Linked DNA regions of Sus scrofa: region 1 is linked to region 2. Evidence: chromatin contacts called from public Hi-C data. All regions are on one chromosome and are shown on one strand. Each heading gives the region's core, a stretch centred on a gene start, on an enhancer-like site or on the middle of the called end of the contact. The rest is flanking DNA. Distances are from core to core; before and after follow the strand shown. Region 1 overlaps SEMA5B (semaphorin-5B). Region 2 overlaps PDIA5 (protein disulfide-isomerase A5).

Region 1 (7,300 bases), core at 3,849-6,348, 120 kb after region 2:
AGGAGAGCAACATCCTAATACAAATACCTACTATGGGATGTGTCTGGCATTGGCAATCAGCCACCCAGTCTGGCGATGAGGGGCCGTCCATTTCCATAGGCACATGGGAGCCTGGCAGGGGGAGACCAGCCGTGACATCTCACTGCATGTGCTGTGTCATATTTGCAGTCTGCACACTCAATCCCAGCTCTTCAGAGTCTGGGATTCCAAATTTTAGTTTTCTAACGAGCGTGAGATTTGTCCCTTTAAGCAACAACACTTAAAAATTGTCAGCCTCTGGGTTTGTGATTCTCTATAAAATGTATTACATGCGTCTCTGCCTTTTTAAACAGAGGCATGCAAGCATAAATGTAACCTTTTCTTGATGTCCCAGGGGCATGTTAGGAACCTTAATTAATGTACTGGGCTATAATTCAGTGGGGCTTATGGGACGATTTGCTTATACCAAATGGCCCCCTGAGGTTTTGTGTTTTTGTGCCTGCTTTTTAGTTTTTCCAGCTGTGCTTCTCGCTGACTGATGTCCCGTTTTGCTAGACAAAATGTACCTGCCTAAAGCAAATTTCACTTTTAATTTGCATTGATTATATGGGCTTGGAAAATGGATAACGGAAGTCCTTATAACCAAGTAGGGCATCTTGTGGTTAACTCCTGGTCGACCCTCCCTGAGTAGCAGCAGTGACATTTGGAATTGACCTCAGCCCAAGGAGGTGAGCCTTGGGTTTAAGGAGATATTCTTTTCCTTTGTTAGGGGTCAAGTCATAAATGGAAACGACACAATTTTTTTTTGAATCTTACAATTTTGTTGAAGGATAGTTTGTGTACAACATTGTGTTAATTTCTGCTGTACCACCAAGAGCTTCAGTTATACATATGCACATATCCATTCTTTTTCAGAGTCTTTTCCCAAACAGGTTATCACAGAATATTGAGTGGAGTTCCCTGGGCTGTGTATATCCAAGTCCCTGTTGACTACCCATTCCGCATGCAATAGTGTGCATATGCCAACCCCAAGCTCCCAATCCCTCCCCCTTGGTAACCATGAGTTTATTTTCAACATCTGGGAGTCTGTTTCTGTTTTGCAAATAAATTCATTTGTATCATTGCTTTATTTATTTTTTATTTTTATATTTGCTTTGTTTTGTCTTTTTAGGGCTGCACCCATGGCATGTGTAAGTTCCCAGGCTAGGAGTCTCATCTGAGCTATAGCTGCTGGCCTACGCCCATGGCCACAACAATGCCAGATCTGAGCCATGTCTGTGATCTACACCACAGCTCACGGCAATGCTGGATCCCCAACCCACTGAGCGAGGCCAGGGATTGAACCCGCAACCTCATGGTTCCTAGTTGGATGGTTCCTCTGAGCCACAACAGGAACTCCTGTATCGTTGTTTTAGATTCCACATATAAGTCGTATCATGTGATGAAATGACAGAATTTTGAGTAGTGGGATTTGAAGAGAGGTTCTTGGCTGATTTCTGAGAAAATTCTTCCTCACTCACAATGGAAAGCCACTAAAGGCCATTCTCCATGCAGGTGTGAATGAAAAGACAGGCAACCCTGATTGCTCGGCAGCTGAATTATAACTTCCAGAACTTTCTTTGGCTAAAAGCCTAGTGAGGTTGGCAGAGAGGGATGTGGAACTACAGAGGCTAGCAGAGAGAAGAGATGGGACTGTGAACGAGATGGGTTTTTTGAGCCTCTAAATCTCCTCTTGTGAATTATTACATATTCTTTGTTTCGAACTGCTTTTTTGGTTCATTGTGACTAAAAGCATACCAGTGGATAAATATGGAATATACATAATAGTAGTGAGTGGGTTCTGGCTGAAGCCTGAAGGTTTTCGTATGCATCTCTGTCACTCTGTCTTGGTTTCTCAGAAGTTTGGTGGTGATTTTGCTGTGGGGGCTTGTTTCTCCTTGAGAGTTTCCAGGTGGATAATAACTGCTTCTTATTTACCTTTGTGTCCCCAGTACTTTTCCCTGTCGCTTCAGACTGGACATTCAAAAAATTTTTAAATTGGAGTTCTCTCATGGCTGAGAGCACGTTAAGGTTCCGGCGTTGTCACTGCTCTGGCTGTCTTTACGACTGTGGTGGGTGTTGGATCCCTGACCTGGGCACTTTCGCATGCTGCAGGTGCAGCCAAAAAAAATTGAATTGACTTAAACTCATCAGTCTGCATGCATCTGCAGGTACTTTCTCCTTCTTGTTGGCAATTATATGTGTTTGTTGCTCTTTACCTAACAGGTTTGGTAGGATGTTAAAGATACACCGTACACTCTCAACTTGGGCTTTTTTTTTTTTTTTTTTTTGCCTTTTTTAGGGCCACGCCTGTGGCATATGGAGGTTCCCAGGCTAGGGGTCGAACTGCAGCTGCAGCCTCTGGCCTACAGCACAGCCATAGCAACTTGGGATCCGAGCCACGTCTGCAACCTGCACCATAGCTCACGGCAACACCGGATCCTTAACCCACTGAGCGAGGCCAGGGATCCAACCTGTGTCCTCATGGTTCCTAGTCAGATTCATTTCTGCTGAGCCATGACAGGAACTCCAACTTGGGTCATTTCTCAGTAGTGCTTTCTGGTTTCCAAAACACCACCTCATCCTTATCTTGGGAAATAAGTAGGGTCGGGATCACCATTTTACAGATAAAAAACCAAAGGTCAGTGGATTTACATGAAGCTTAATTTCATAATTAGTTCTTACCAAATTTAATGTTGAAATGGCACCCAAAGCACTTTCTTTTGAAATAAGTGCTCAAAAAGAAACCTCTCTTGGAGATCTCGTTGTGGCTCAGTGGGTTAAGAACTCAACATAGTGTCCATGAGGATTTGGGTTCGATCCTTGGCCTCGCTCAGTGGGTTAAGGATCTGGTGTTGCTGCAAGCTGCAGCGTAGGTGGCCAATGTGGCTCAGATCCACTGTTGCTGTGGCTGTGGTGTAGACCTCAGTTGCAGCTCCGACTTGACCCCACCCTGAGCCTGGGTATTTCCATATGCTAAGAGTGTGTCTATAAGAGAAAAAAAGAGAAGCCTCTCTTAAATGACTTCTCTTAAACTGGTGCTCCGTTGGTCGCTAAGAGCCGCCAATAACATAATGATAAGAGCCAGGGCTCAGGCCCCAGGATGGGACTACCTCTACCTCCCACTGCGCCCTGAGATTTGTGATTCACCATCAGGTTAAAGCTCTTCAGGATTCACAGCTTGAGCTTCTCACCTAGCTAATTGGTACTCCTTTTTCAAATTGGGTTGTTCTCTCCATTGGAAGAAAAGCCGGTATTTGCCTCTGTCTGCCTGGTCTTGCCAGTTTTGCTGCTAAAAATGGAATGTCAAACCTGGGTGTCCCTTGCCTGGGACTTGTCTCATGATGGTCATCCGCACACAGGCGTTTGGGAGCTCAGAAGCAGGTCTGCTTCCAAGAGAACGCATTCCCCTTGTGTATATTTAAAAATGCATATCCAAAATGTGAGGGGATCACATTTTTCCTTCAGTGTACAAAGCACTGGCTTCACAGAATAGTTATGAAATTAGCCCTGGAGTTCCCATTGTGGCTCAGCAGATTAAGGGCCTGACATCGTCCCTGTGAGGATAGGGGTTCTTCGATCCCTGGCCTGGCTTAGTGGGTTGCGGGTCCAGCGTTGCCTCAAACTGTGGCCATAGGTTGCAGATGCGACTCGGATCTGCTGTTGCCGTGGCTGTGGCTTAGGGCTCAGCTGCCACTCTGATTCGACCCCAGCCCAGAACTTCCACGTGCCTCAGGTGTGGCCTTAAAAAGAAAAAAATGTTAGCCCTCTGCATGTCCCCATCCATGATGCCTGTCTTCCGAAACCCAGCACAGCGCCCCAAGAATAATGCTCCCTAGCTGCCCTTCCCCAGGAATGATGCTGTCTAGCTGCTCTTCCCTCCCCATTGCCTCACGGACTGAACCCATTTCCGTTCATTTCCTTTTCCTGCACTTGGATTTCTCCCACCAGGGCCTCGCTAACGACGCCTGACACGCTGGGATGCACAGCCCGCTCCCACTCCTCTGCCTTCAGTTGCCGAGCTGATCTCTCCTTCCCTTCCAAGCATCGATAGAAATTATTATGTCGAATACTTATTTTGACATTGTTTTGATAATGACATTGTGTGTGTATCTCGTTTCCTGGAGGGCAAGGCTTATGTTTCACGTTGTTCCTGTAGGATGCACAGCATCTAGCTTTTACTTAACCTGGTAGACTTTCCGACTTTTCAAAGGAGTATGTTAGCCAATAAATGCCTGAGGAATGTCATGGCCTCTTGGTGTTCTGCTCTATGGATTATCTGTGCTCACTCCCTCTGCCTCTAAGTACCTTTCCTGGCCACTCACTGTGAGGCTGAATGCCGGAGTTGTCAGGCCTGGGCTTTTAAGGGGATGAGTGGGTGTGAACTTAGCTTATATTGTGTGAAAGCAATCGTCAGTACATTACAAATATGTTCTGGATTTTTGGTCCCTGGGAATTTTGAAGGGAAGAGAGGTGGGAAAAGAAGGGGTGGCTGCATTAGGGCTGCTGTGGAATAAATACTATGAGAGAAGGGTTTGAAGGTCCCCCACAGTGCCTGATGCCACATCTGATGCAGAGATGTAGAGTGGGGGGGGAGGGTCGGTGTTCCCTACGAAAGGGGACAGAGGGCCCTCCCAGCCCATTCAGGGCCACTGCAGCTCTTTGTGACTTTCCTGCTGTCAGCAGCCAGGGTTAAAAAAAGTGGTGGGAGGGGGGGCAGATGGTTTCTTGTTTCTTCAGCAAAGTCTGTGGCTTGGTTCTCAGACTTGCTGCTTTTTTTCTCCACAATACTCCTACTGCTGTACCCAGGCCTCTGCAGAAAAGCTCACCCTCTGAGATTCCGAGAGCTGTGGCCAGCCTCTGAGAGCTGTGTGAGAGAAGGTGGAGGTGCTGAGGTCAATTGAAGGCAGTTGAGGTGAATCCTACCCTCAGACTCACCTGGCTTTGCCCTTTCAAGCCTCCGTGCCTGAGTTTGTGGCTTCTCACTCCTTTCCTTCTTGCTCCCACATCACCCTTCCCCACCCCTCCTGCAGCTGCTCAGTAGCATAAGCTTTGAGGGCCTCTTGGCTACAACATCCACCCTGCTCCCCCCGGCACGGCCTTCTGTGGCCTGGCCAGCTCCCTCCAGCACAGTCCCTTGCAGAGCAAGGCAATCCTTTGGGATTGGGTGCTTCTTCCCACCCCATCCTTGATTCCCACCCAGGTGGAGCTTCTGGGTGGGCCCTAGTGTCACATATACAGGTGTCTTGGCTGTCAGAGTGACTTGGGAATCCTATTGTCATTTGGTGGCAGAAGCCAGAGATGCAGTGCACAGGTGAGGTGCCTCCCTAAAAACATTCCACCACCACACACACACACACACACCCATAGAGAAATGCTGTGCACCTCAGGCCGGACAGTGAGCTTCTGATCTTCTCTGGAGGCAGGAGGCAGCATGGAGAAGGTCCAGGTTCCCGTTCCTGGCCCTGTGACTCATTTCCTAGCCTGCTTCCTCGTCATGGGGTGGGGTAAAAACAGTGTCCCCACTTCACAGAGTTCAGACAGGACCGGATCTGTTGACAATCCTGAGGACTCTGGACAGTGCCCAGTGTGCATGGAGTGCTGGGCAGCTATTTGCTATTCCTGCCTGGACCTCCAGTTGAAACTGCTGTCCCTGCAGACACTTGCCTCATGACCAGTGGGCACATGGCCATGACTGAGAACTTTGGCTCCAGCGTGGGCAGCCACATGGTTCCCGGGCTGAGCCTCCCTGGTGCCAGCTCCTGCCCTCGCTCATCAGAGCCTCCTGGAAGGCTATTCTCCTATTCCTTTCATCAGCTGTCTACTTGCTTTTTTTGTGTGGGGGGGGCACAGGTGTGGCATATGGAAGTTCCCAGGCAGGGGTTGAATTGGAGCTAAGCTGCTGGTCTATGCCACAGCCACAGCAACATCAGATCCAAGCCTCGTCTGTGACCTACACCACAGCTCACGGCAATGCCGGATCCTTAACACACTGAGCGAGGCCAGGGATCAAACCCGCAACCCCATGGTTCCTAGTTGGATTCGTTTCTGCTGCGCCACGACAGGAACTCTGTCAGCTATCTACTTGAACCACACTTTGTCCTTTCCTCTTGGTCTCCACAGTTGTATATGTGTATTGTTGCTTCCTCTTTTAGCTGGTGGTACTCAAAATGCAGATTCTTGGGCCCCACTCCAGAGCTTCTGGGCCAGGAAGTCCAGGTGGGCGTCAAGAATCGGATTAACCTGATGCTGCTGGTCTCCCCGGAGCCAGCCTCTAGCTCTGCTGGTCCAGTTTATGCATCTCTGGTCCTCAGTCTCAGAAGGCACGACACTCGTTAGCATGTTTCAGCTGATCACCATCTGGCTCGGGTACATATATTATCATTTCTAAAAATCTACTTAAAATTCCACATTTATATTTTCTTCCAGCTGGGGTCACACCTCAATCTAGAATAGATGATTGAAGGTGAAGGGTGACATTGCTTTTTTTTTTTTTTTTTTTCCAGAAAGTGGTGTGGTAGGAAGCAGGGACTCTGGGCTGAAACACAATGACGTGGGTTTCTAGCCTCAGCATCATTACTAGCCTGCTGTGTGACCTTGGTTGAGTCCATTAACCTCTCTGGGCCTCACTCTCCTTATTTCTAACCTGAGGGGGTCAAACAGGTTGGACTTGCCAAAGTTCTCTTCCAACTCTAAATGTCTGTAGGTCTATGAGTCTATTTAAATGTGTTGACAGCATTAGAATGGCTAATTAATGAGTTTTTAGTGGGAACACAATTAGGTGATAATGAAGGCCTCGGGAGTAAATCTCCACTTCTTGTAATGAGCAAGCAGATGAGAGCTGGAGTGTGTTTTCACCTATTGGAGCCCCTGGGAAGAGGGAGCCTAGACCTGCAGGCTCCTACCTGGGGACTTAAGGAGGCTGGGCATCAAGAACAAAGCTCCATTTAGAGGAAGCTAGGTGGCACTGCCCTAAAACAGGATGGGTCACCTTTGCAGGGTAGGCTTGGAGCCCTGTGGATGGAGAGGAAGTTTGGCAGGTCTGCAGTCCTGGGGATGCCGACTCCTGCCTCACAGCCACTTCCAGGGCACTTTACCTGCCCGCTCCTGTTTAATCCTCTTACACCTGGTGAAATAGATAAGCATGGGATTTTCTCTCTTCCATTTAACAGATGAGAAGTGGAGGCTCAGAGGAATGGCTCAGGCAGGATCAAGGAGCTGCTAAGTGATAGATCAGGACTGAGCCCATGCTTTTTGTTTCCCAAGCCCAGGTCCTTTTCGC
Region 2 (7,468 bases), core at 2,911-5,410:
AGATGATGAGTCATCACGCTGAGTCTGTATAAGGCAAAAGCTGTGGCAACTTAAAAAAGAACAAGTGTTAGCGGAGAAACAAGAAATGACCAGGGAGATGAGGGGGGAGAAAGGCAGCGGGAGAGTGATACTGACAGCTGCACAGACAGATGGACAGACAGGAAAGGATGGAAGGAAACAGATGGAAAGAGAGAGACACAGAGAGAGGAGCGCAGGGTCCAACACAGTCTGGGAAGCAGGAGTCAGAGAGGGTGGGCTCAGCATGTGCTGAGAACAGCAGAGACACATGGCCGCGGCCAGGGAGGAGTGATGCCGTCTGGACCAGAGGCAGAAGGAGGCTGATTTGAGGAAGGGGATGCGCCTGTTGAAGGAGGAGAATCCAAAGGCAGCGGAAAGACTCAAGGCTGGGGGTGGAGGGGGTGGGGGCTGCTTTGTGATAACAGGATGGCACCTTCAGGTCACAGGATCTCCAAACACAGCTAACTCTAAACCGAACACAACCTCCAAACAGAAACCAAAAAGCTCCATGCTGATTTTCACCTATGCTTTTCCATCTCCTGAACTGGATTTGTAGCAGGGAGCATCTATCTCAGTGATCTCGGCATCTCATCCATAACGAGCTGCATCAGCCCCAAAGGTGTTGCCCTGCCCGGGTCCTGCATGCTGTGCTAACCTGGGCACCGCCAGCCCCCTCCGGCCTGTGGGAGACCCTGTGAAGGCTCTGAAGCCACACTGAAGGGAGCTCAAACCTTGGTGGTTGCAGGGATAGGGTGACGCCACGTGCCTCACTGGACAGCTGCCCTCAGAGGCACAATCTGTCTACAAGGCGGGTTATCCCCACTGGTTTAACAGTGACAACTTTTCCAGACGTTCTGCTGATCTGTACTCTAGAGAAGAGACTCCCGCCCCAGGTCATCTGGAAGGGCACCTCTACTCTCTGCCCTTCCTCCTGTGCTAAGAACGAGGAGGCAAATTTACCTTAAATGTCACAGCTCGGTTATATTCAGTATGAAATGCACCATCCCTGTCAAATGAGGAGAAAAAGGTGTTAACTTTATGAATGGTTGTGAAGACACTTACCTTTAGTTTCCTGCAGCATTTAATAAGATTCAGCTATTGAACACAGTTCAAGATTTTTTTTTAAGCAGTAATTGTAAACACTGGGGGGAAAAAATCATTCTGAAATAAAATTAATCTCACTAAAAATCGCTGTTCGCAGAGAATACCAATGAAAGCTTTCAGCATTTGCTTGGAAATTAGAAATGCCCACGTGTACTTACTGGTAATGGAATAATTCAACCTTTTTGTCCTTTGCGCTCAGGTCAACTTTCATCTTCTTACACAATTTCCTACTCTCTGCGTCCCTGAAAGACACAAATGTGGGGACCACCTGGTACCTGCAGACCTCACAAAGGTGGCGACAGGGTAAAATCTGCTGGTGGCCAAAGAATAAAGTGGGTATCTTAGAATTCTCAATACAGGAGAGGTCGTCACTATACACAGGTTCTCAGAAAACTGGAGGAAGGAGAGAAACCACGAGGTTATGGACTGATCTGGGAAGAGGGGCAAGTAGGTGGGAAGGTTGTATCACTACCTGGAAGGAGCAACGGGATGGGTCCAGACTGGGGGAAAAAAAAAAAACCCGAAAGCTTAGGGGGCGCATGGCCCATTCTAAGAAGAAAAACAAACTCAGAACAGTGGTTCCTAGTCCTGGCTGCTCTTTAGAATCACCTGAGGAAGTTTTTTTTTTTTTTTTAAATACTGATTCCCTGGCCCATCCCAGATCGTGACTCCAGAAGCTCTGCCTGCGGCCCTGGCAAGTTTTCATTTTTTAAACCTCTGATGTGTGTCACATGCCACCAGGGTGGGAGGGAATGTCCTACGATACTGCAGAGGTTATGAAATCTGACCGGGAAGTGACAAAAGCCAAGGGAGAAAGGGAAGGGTTCAGAGACGCGCTAGCGTCTGCACTGTCAGACCCCCGCAACTCTTCTAATGAGAAACGTCTGCCGGATGCCCTTCTCTGCTTACCAAGTGCTCACGCACGCCCTCCTCTAATCCTGGTTCCCTTTCTGTTAGACCAGGGACCTCAGAACGTGGGCTCTCGACCAGCAGCAGCAGCACAACCCGGGATCCTGTGACAAGTGCAAAGTCTCAGCCCCATCCCAGACCTAGTCAAAATTCCTAGCGGGTCCTCCAGTCAACTGTGTTTTAAGGAGCCATCAGGGTAATTCTGAGGCCTGCCACTGTCCTGGGCTCTTCCTCCTTCCCCTGACCTCTCTCCCACTATCACGAGGTTCAGCTTTCCAGCCCCCTTGGAGACCTTACCTGCTCTCACCCGCTCAGCCAAGTCTGCCCAACAGCCAGCCGGGGCAGCCCGCTACTTCACCCGCAGGGCCCTGCTCCGTACTCCACAGCCCTCCTGCCACATCCCAACAGACTCAGTGATGGTATCTCGGTCCCCCGATCCCCACCGGTTCCCACTGACTACCCCTCATGGGAAGCCTTGCTCTGCCAGGTAAGAGAGCCACCTGACGGAAGTCCCGTCAACTCCCACCTGTTTCCCTACCTCGCCACCTTCCACAGCCATCAGCCTCATACGGCTGTGCACCCGCCCCAAAGCAGATGGACTCATTAAACCATTCAGCTCAACTCCAAAAGCCACACTCCTCAATGGACAAGCAAAATGATGGGACCTCATTTTAAGTGTAAAGATGCAATTTGCAATTCAAGAAGCATATCTCTCAGGACTGGTATATGTGGGCGGGAAGGGGGAGTGTCGGGTGTTTTCAGGCTCCCCCCACACCCCAGGCCTAGAGCTTTCCCTCCTCATGTGGTCCTACGGATGACAGTCATCAGAGCAGCCACTGCAGCTTCCACCTCACGGCCTAGCCAACAGGGGACTCGAGAATTGCAGAATGAACTCAGGCAGGAAAAGGGTAGTGACATGGCTCTGGCTGGCCCCCCAAAGTGGGGAGGGCCTTCTAAGATAAGGAGACCAGAGAGCTGGGATAAGCTGGGGTGCAAAGGGGATCCAGAAGGGCCGAGGGCATGCATCAGGAGGCACTGGAAAGGCAGCCCACACGCCAAGTGGATCAACGCTTACCCTAAAGCCCTGTGGGGATGCCAGGCACCCCTACTGATGACAGCCACTGCAGTTTGGGTCTTCCCTGTCCCGCAGGTGCTCTGTGGTGAAGTCACACTGACAGGCAGCAGGTCTGTGTGACAACTGTGTCTGAGGTGCCCTTTCCCTGCCCCATGAGAGACGGGAGGGCTCAACTGGGACGTTTACAACCATTCCCTTGGCACTCTGCCTGTCGGCTTGGTTCTGCTGTGTGCAACTATTGCCGTGACCACCTCCTGTCCACCCAAATGTGACAACATATAGCAGCTGGGACAGGAGCCAGCTCCGGGTGCCTGCGGCCTCCCTTGCCCATGCTGACATCCAGCGGGCGTGCCCAAAAGGCAAGGAAGCCCAACGCTGGCTCTCTCCTCCCTCGAGCCTGGCTGGCAGCCTCCTCCTGTGACTTCGCAAAGCAGAGAGGAGTGCACACAGCCCAGGCATTGCAACCCCGATTCCTTCCCCCCACCAGCTTGCAGGGAGCCCACTCCTTGGGAAAGCCTCACTGTCCTGGTGAGCTCAGGCCAGACTTAGGACCAACACCGGGCTGGGTGGAGCAGGGAGGGCCAGGAGCCTCCCCAAGGGCCAGGCATGCCCAGCCCTGCCCACAGCCTCTGGCTCCACGGCAGTTCATCTCCCTCCCTGCCACAGGACTCCCTGTGGCAGATTCTGTCAACCCTCTTCCGTCCTCAGTCCTTAGGTTATGGGACATCCCGGGAGGATTTTCTCCTCTTCCCCGCCCCCACCCCTGCTCCCACATGCATATGAATGCTGTACACATTCTCAGAGGGGAGCTGGCTTCTTGTCCTCTCTGAGCACCTGTGACACAGACCCCAGAGCCTCAGGCACCCTCCTCCTGCACAGCCACATGCCCTGCCCCAATTTCTCTCCACACCTGACCACCATGTCCACTGACTATTGCCCCCATTCGAAAAGTTTGCTCCACCAAGGTGAGGGCTTTGTTTGGTTCACAGCTGGTTCCCCAGGGTTACAATGGCTGCTGGCACATAGCAGCCACTCTATAAATAGCCTGGCGAGTGAGTGAGTGAGTGATGCTGGCTTGTTGCGCTGGGACAAGGCGCTCACTGCTGGCTCTGGGCTCTGCCTACTGAGCTCCAGGAACCCTGCCAGGGGACAATTCCTCACAGTGCTCTCAGATCAGCCCCACCTCCCTCCTATGATTCTGCCCTTCAGAGTGTGTGTGTGTGTGCATACATGTGAGTGTGCGTGTGTATGTGCACTCATACCCACTAATTGTGCAGTATAGATGATAAAAGCCCAAAGAGTTCAAGAAGGGGAGAGAAATTACCCAAGCTCAGGGACTTAAAAGGATCCAGGTTGATAGATGAAGCACAATTAATTGATCTACTGGCTCCCTCCCCTCCCTGGCCAGGGACGGGGGCCCTGGGGTGAAGGAGACCAAGGCAGAGAGCAGGGAAATGAGCTGCTTTGCTGGGATGAAGCGAGGGGCAGCCAGAGAGTGGACTGGCCAGGGAGATGCCCTCACTTGTCACTCCCCTGACCGCCCTGCGGGAACCAGCCCTCTCTGCTGGGGAGGCTGGAGCCCCCCTGCCCTCTGCCCATCACCTGCTGCATTCCCCCCACCCTGGCTCTCCTCTACAAAGAATGTGGAAGAAGATCGGTGCAGCCTGGACACACCTCCCTCCCCACACCGGCCCAGACAGACACGTACACTGGGCGTTTTCATGTGACTTTGTTGTGGGTGGCTGGCCAGCAGTGTGGAGTGGCTGCAGGTACGTGGTGCTGTGTTTACTAGATCTTCACGTTCTGTGACGATCACTCCAAGGACTGGCAACCCACACTGCCGGCAGTCAGACCCAGGGATGGAAGGGGGAGGGGGTGGTGAGAGCGAGAAGAAAGAGAAGAAATAAGGTGCTGAAGGCTCAGGAAGGGGAGGCGCATGATTTTCCAAGCAGCCCAAGTGGCAAACCCTCCCTGGAGTCACTGCTAGCTGGAGCGACTGATGGCTCCTAGATCTGGTGCTGTCACTAGCTAGCCTGTGACCTCTGGCGGGGCCCTGGTTTCTGCAGCTGTAAAATGCGGGAGTTGTCTACATGAGCTGGGTGGAGCTTTCTATTCCCCTAGAGGGTCATGTATTGCTAACACATCAAGGCAGGCTGCATTTGCAGGGGTGCTGTGTCTCTCCCAGAACTGGGGCTGGCTCCCTGACAGATGAACCAGAAGCCAGAAGCCCGGACGGGTGGTAGAGAATCACAAAGATCTGAACCTCGTCATCTCTCTCTTAGCCCACCAGCCAGATCCGGCTCAGCCGGGCAGCCTCCTGCAGTGCGTGGAAAGCAGATGACTCTGAGGGCTAGAGGCAAGGCCCCCAACCTGTCTTGGCCACTGTGTGCCCTTGGCTATCCCAGCCTTCCTAAGGTCCATTTCCCCATCAAGGAAGGGAACATCTTTCTTCCACCTGCCGGGTCTAACACAGGGAGTCTGAGCAAAAGGACCTATGACCCAAGAGAAGGTAGGAGAGAAAAGGTGGGACGTGCCCCCGTTACAGAGACGCAAAGAAAACGCAAGATGAGGCACAAGAAACACCATCAGAGTGACTGCGAGGTGCCAGATACTGAGGACTATATGCAAGGATGTGGCTGAGGACAGAGCCAAGAGCCAGAGAACAGGCCTGATGTAGCGGGGCCTTCACCATGGCCAGGCCTTGTCGGCAGGTCACTAGCCCTGCTGAGGAAGGGACTCCCAAGACACGGATCCTCCCAGGGGTGGCTGTTCCCCTTGGCACCAACCTCAAGAAGGCACATGATCAAGTATGAATTACGTAGCACAATTCACAGACGTGACGGGACTATGAGAAAGAGGAGTGTGCCTTTTGTGCTCCACCTGTCTCCCCCGCCCCGCAGTTCTGGGGGGGACACGGCACCCTCCTTCAAGTGCACGGCAGCATGCCACAAGGTGTCTGAAGCTGTTATAGGCTTCAAGTCCCCTTCAAGGAGATTAAACTCCAAAGGTCTGGCTGTGTCTCTTTGTAATGCCCCTTCCCCCACCTTGAACAACCTGGGGGCTCACTCCCTACTAGGAAAGGAATGTCACCCATTCCTCAGCCCGCCTCTATATAATCTGTTCCCCATGCAAATAAGGTATCCAGCACAGGGATACAAAGGCAACTGTAAAGTGGGGCAGGCCCTCTTTTTATACGCGTGTGGGAGCTCTCTCTCTGACAATGTACTTTCACTTTAATAAATTTGTAAAAACATCCACCATTTCAATGACTTGCTAGAGTGGGGCGGGAACTGAGGAAACTGCAATTCTATCATTCTGGAACAAATTCTAACAAAGCCGTGTCACAATGTACTTGCTCTGGAAGCCTACCTTATCCCAAGGTAAGTAACTTCAACATGTTTACGTGTAGGAGTTCCCAGTGCGGCACAACAGAATCAGTGGCGCCTTGGGAGCACTGGGACGCAGGTTCGATTCCCGCCCCAGCACAGTGGGTGAAGGATCCAGCATTGCTGCAGCTCAGTCGCAGCTGCGGCTGGGATGTAATCTCTGGCCCGGGAACTCCACATGCCTCAGGGTGGCCAAAAAGAAAAAAATTTTTAAATGCCTACATATAAAGGAGCAAATGCTGGGAGGTCCCGTTGTCATGGCTCAGTGGTAACAAACCCAACTAGTATCCATGAGGACGATCCCTGGCCTTGCCCAGTGGGTTAAGGATCCGGCATTTCTGTGAGCTGTGGTGTAGGATGGAGGCCAGTCGGATCCCGTGTTGCAGCTCTGATTCGACCCCTTGCTTGGGAACCTCCATCTGCGGCAGGTGTGGCCCTAAAAGTAAATAAATAAATAAGTAAATAAAAGAGCAAATACGAAGTTCAGGTAATTTGCGGAAGAAGACACAGGCTTCAAAATGCATTATGCTTGCCCAGCAGGCCTCACATCTTGGGTCTGCAAGTAGCACTGCTCCAGGAGAAAGAGAGAAGATGGGAGAATGAGGGGGAAGAGGGAAAACGTGGTTGGGTAATGACCCTAAACCCTCAGGAAAAGAAACAGTGAGGGCCCCATAGGGCAGTCTCAGCCCAGTGAGACTCAGCCTCCAATAAGCATACCAGGCCCAGCTCCCGCCTGCTGGCTGCCACCCCGCCGCCCAGACAGCAGCCCTCCACGCCAAAGCCCAGCCGATGCCAGGCTGCAGGGCGCGCAGGGAATACCAACTCCCTCACACACAACCCACTTAAGAGCAGGACAACTACCACCAGCCAACCTGAGCGTGGGTGCTGAGGTCTGAGCCAGGAGGTGGAGCGAGGGGAAGGGAGAGCTGACAGGGCCCTGGACAGAAGCCAGACACCCTACAGACACGGCCCAGCA

What was found. Hi-C and Micro-C count contacts between places; a contact is called where the count stands out from the background.
Region 1: a Hi-C map of liver shows a contact between it and region 2, with 10 times the contacts expected there. The contact joins two enhancer-like sites. A contact is called at or near these places in 2 of 47 Hi-C or Micro-C datasets (heart right ventricle and liver).

The regions. Positions count from the first base shown.
Region 1 is chr13:137,481,468-137,488,767 of Sscrofa11.1, forward strand. All of the region lies in intron 1 of SEMA5B (semaphorin-5B), which reads left to right. Among named protein-coding and RNA genes, the nearest start is that of SEMA5B, 41 kb to the left of the region's middle. Within about 2 kb of position 5,099, at least 6 of the 83 cell types and tissues checked have an H3K27ac peak or open chromatin away from gene starts, as enhancers often do.
Region 2 is chr13:137,361,146-137,368,613 of Sscrofa11.1, forward strand. PDIA5 (protein disulfide-isomerase A5) reads right to left here. Exons shown (of 17, transcript XM_003132633.5): 4 at 1,281-1,364; 5 at 979-1,024. Among named protein-coding and RNA genes, the nearest start is that of PDIA5, 34 kb to the right of the region's middle. Within about 2 kb of position 4,161, at least 8 of the 83 cell types and tissues checked have an H3K27ac peak or open chromatin away from gene starts, as enhancers often do.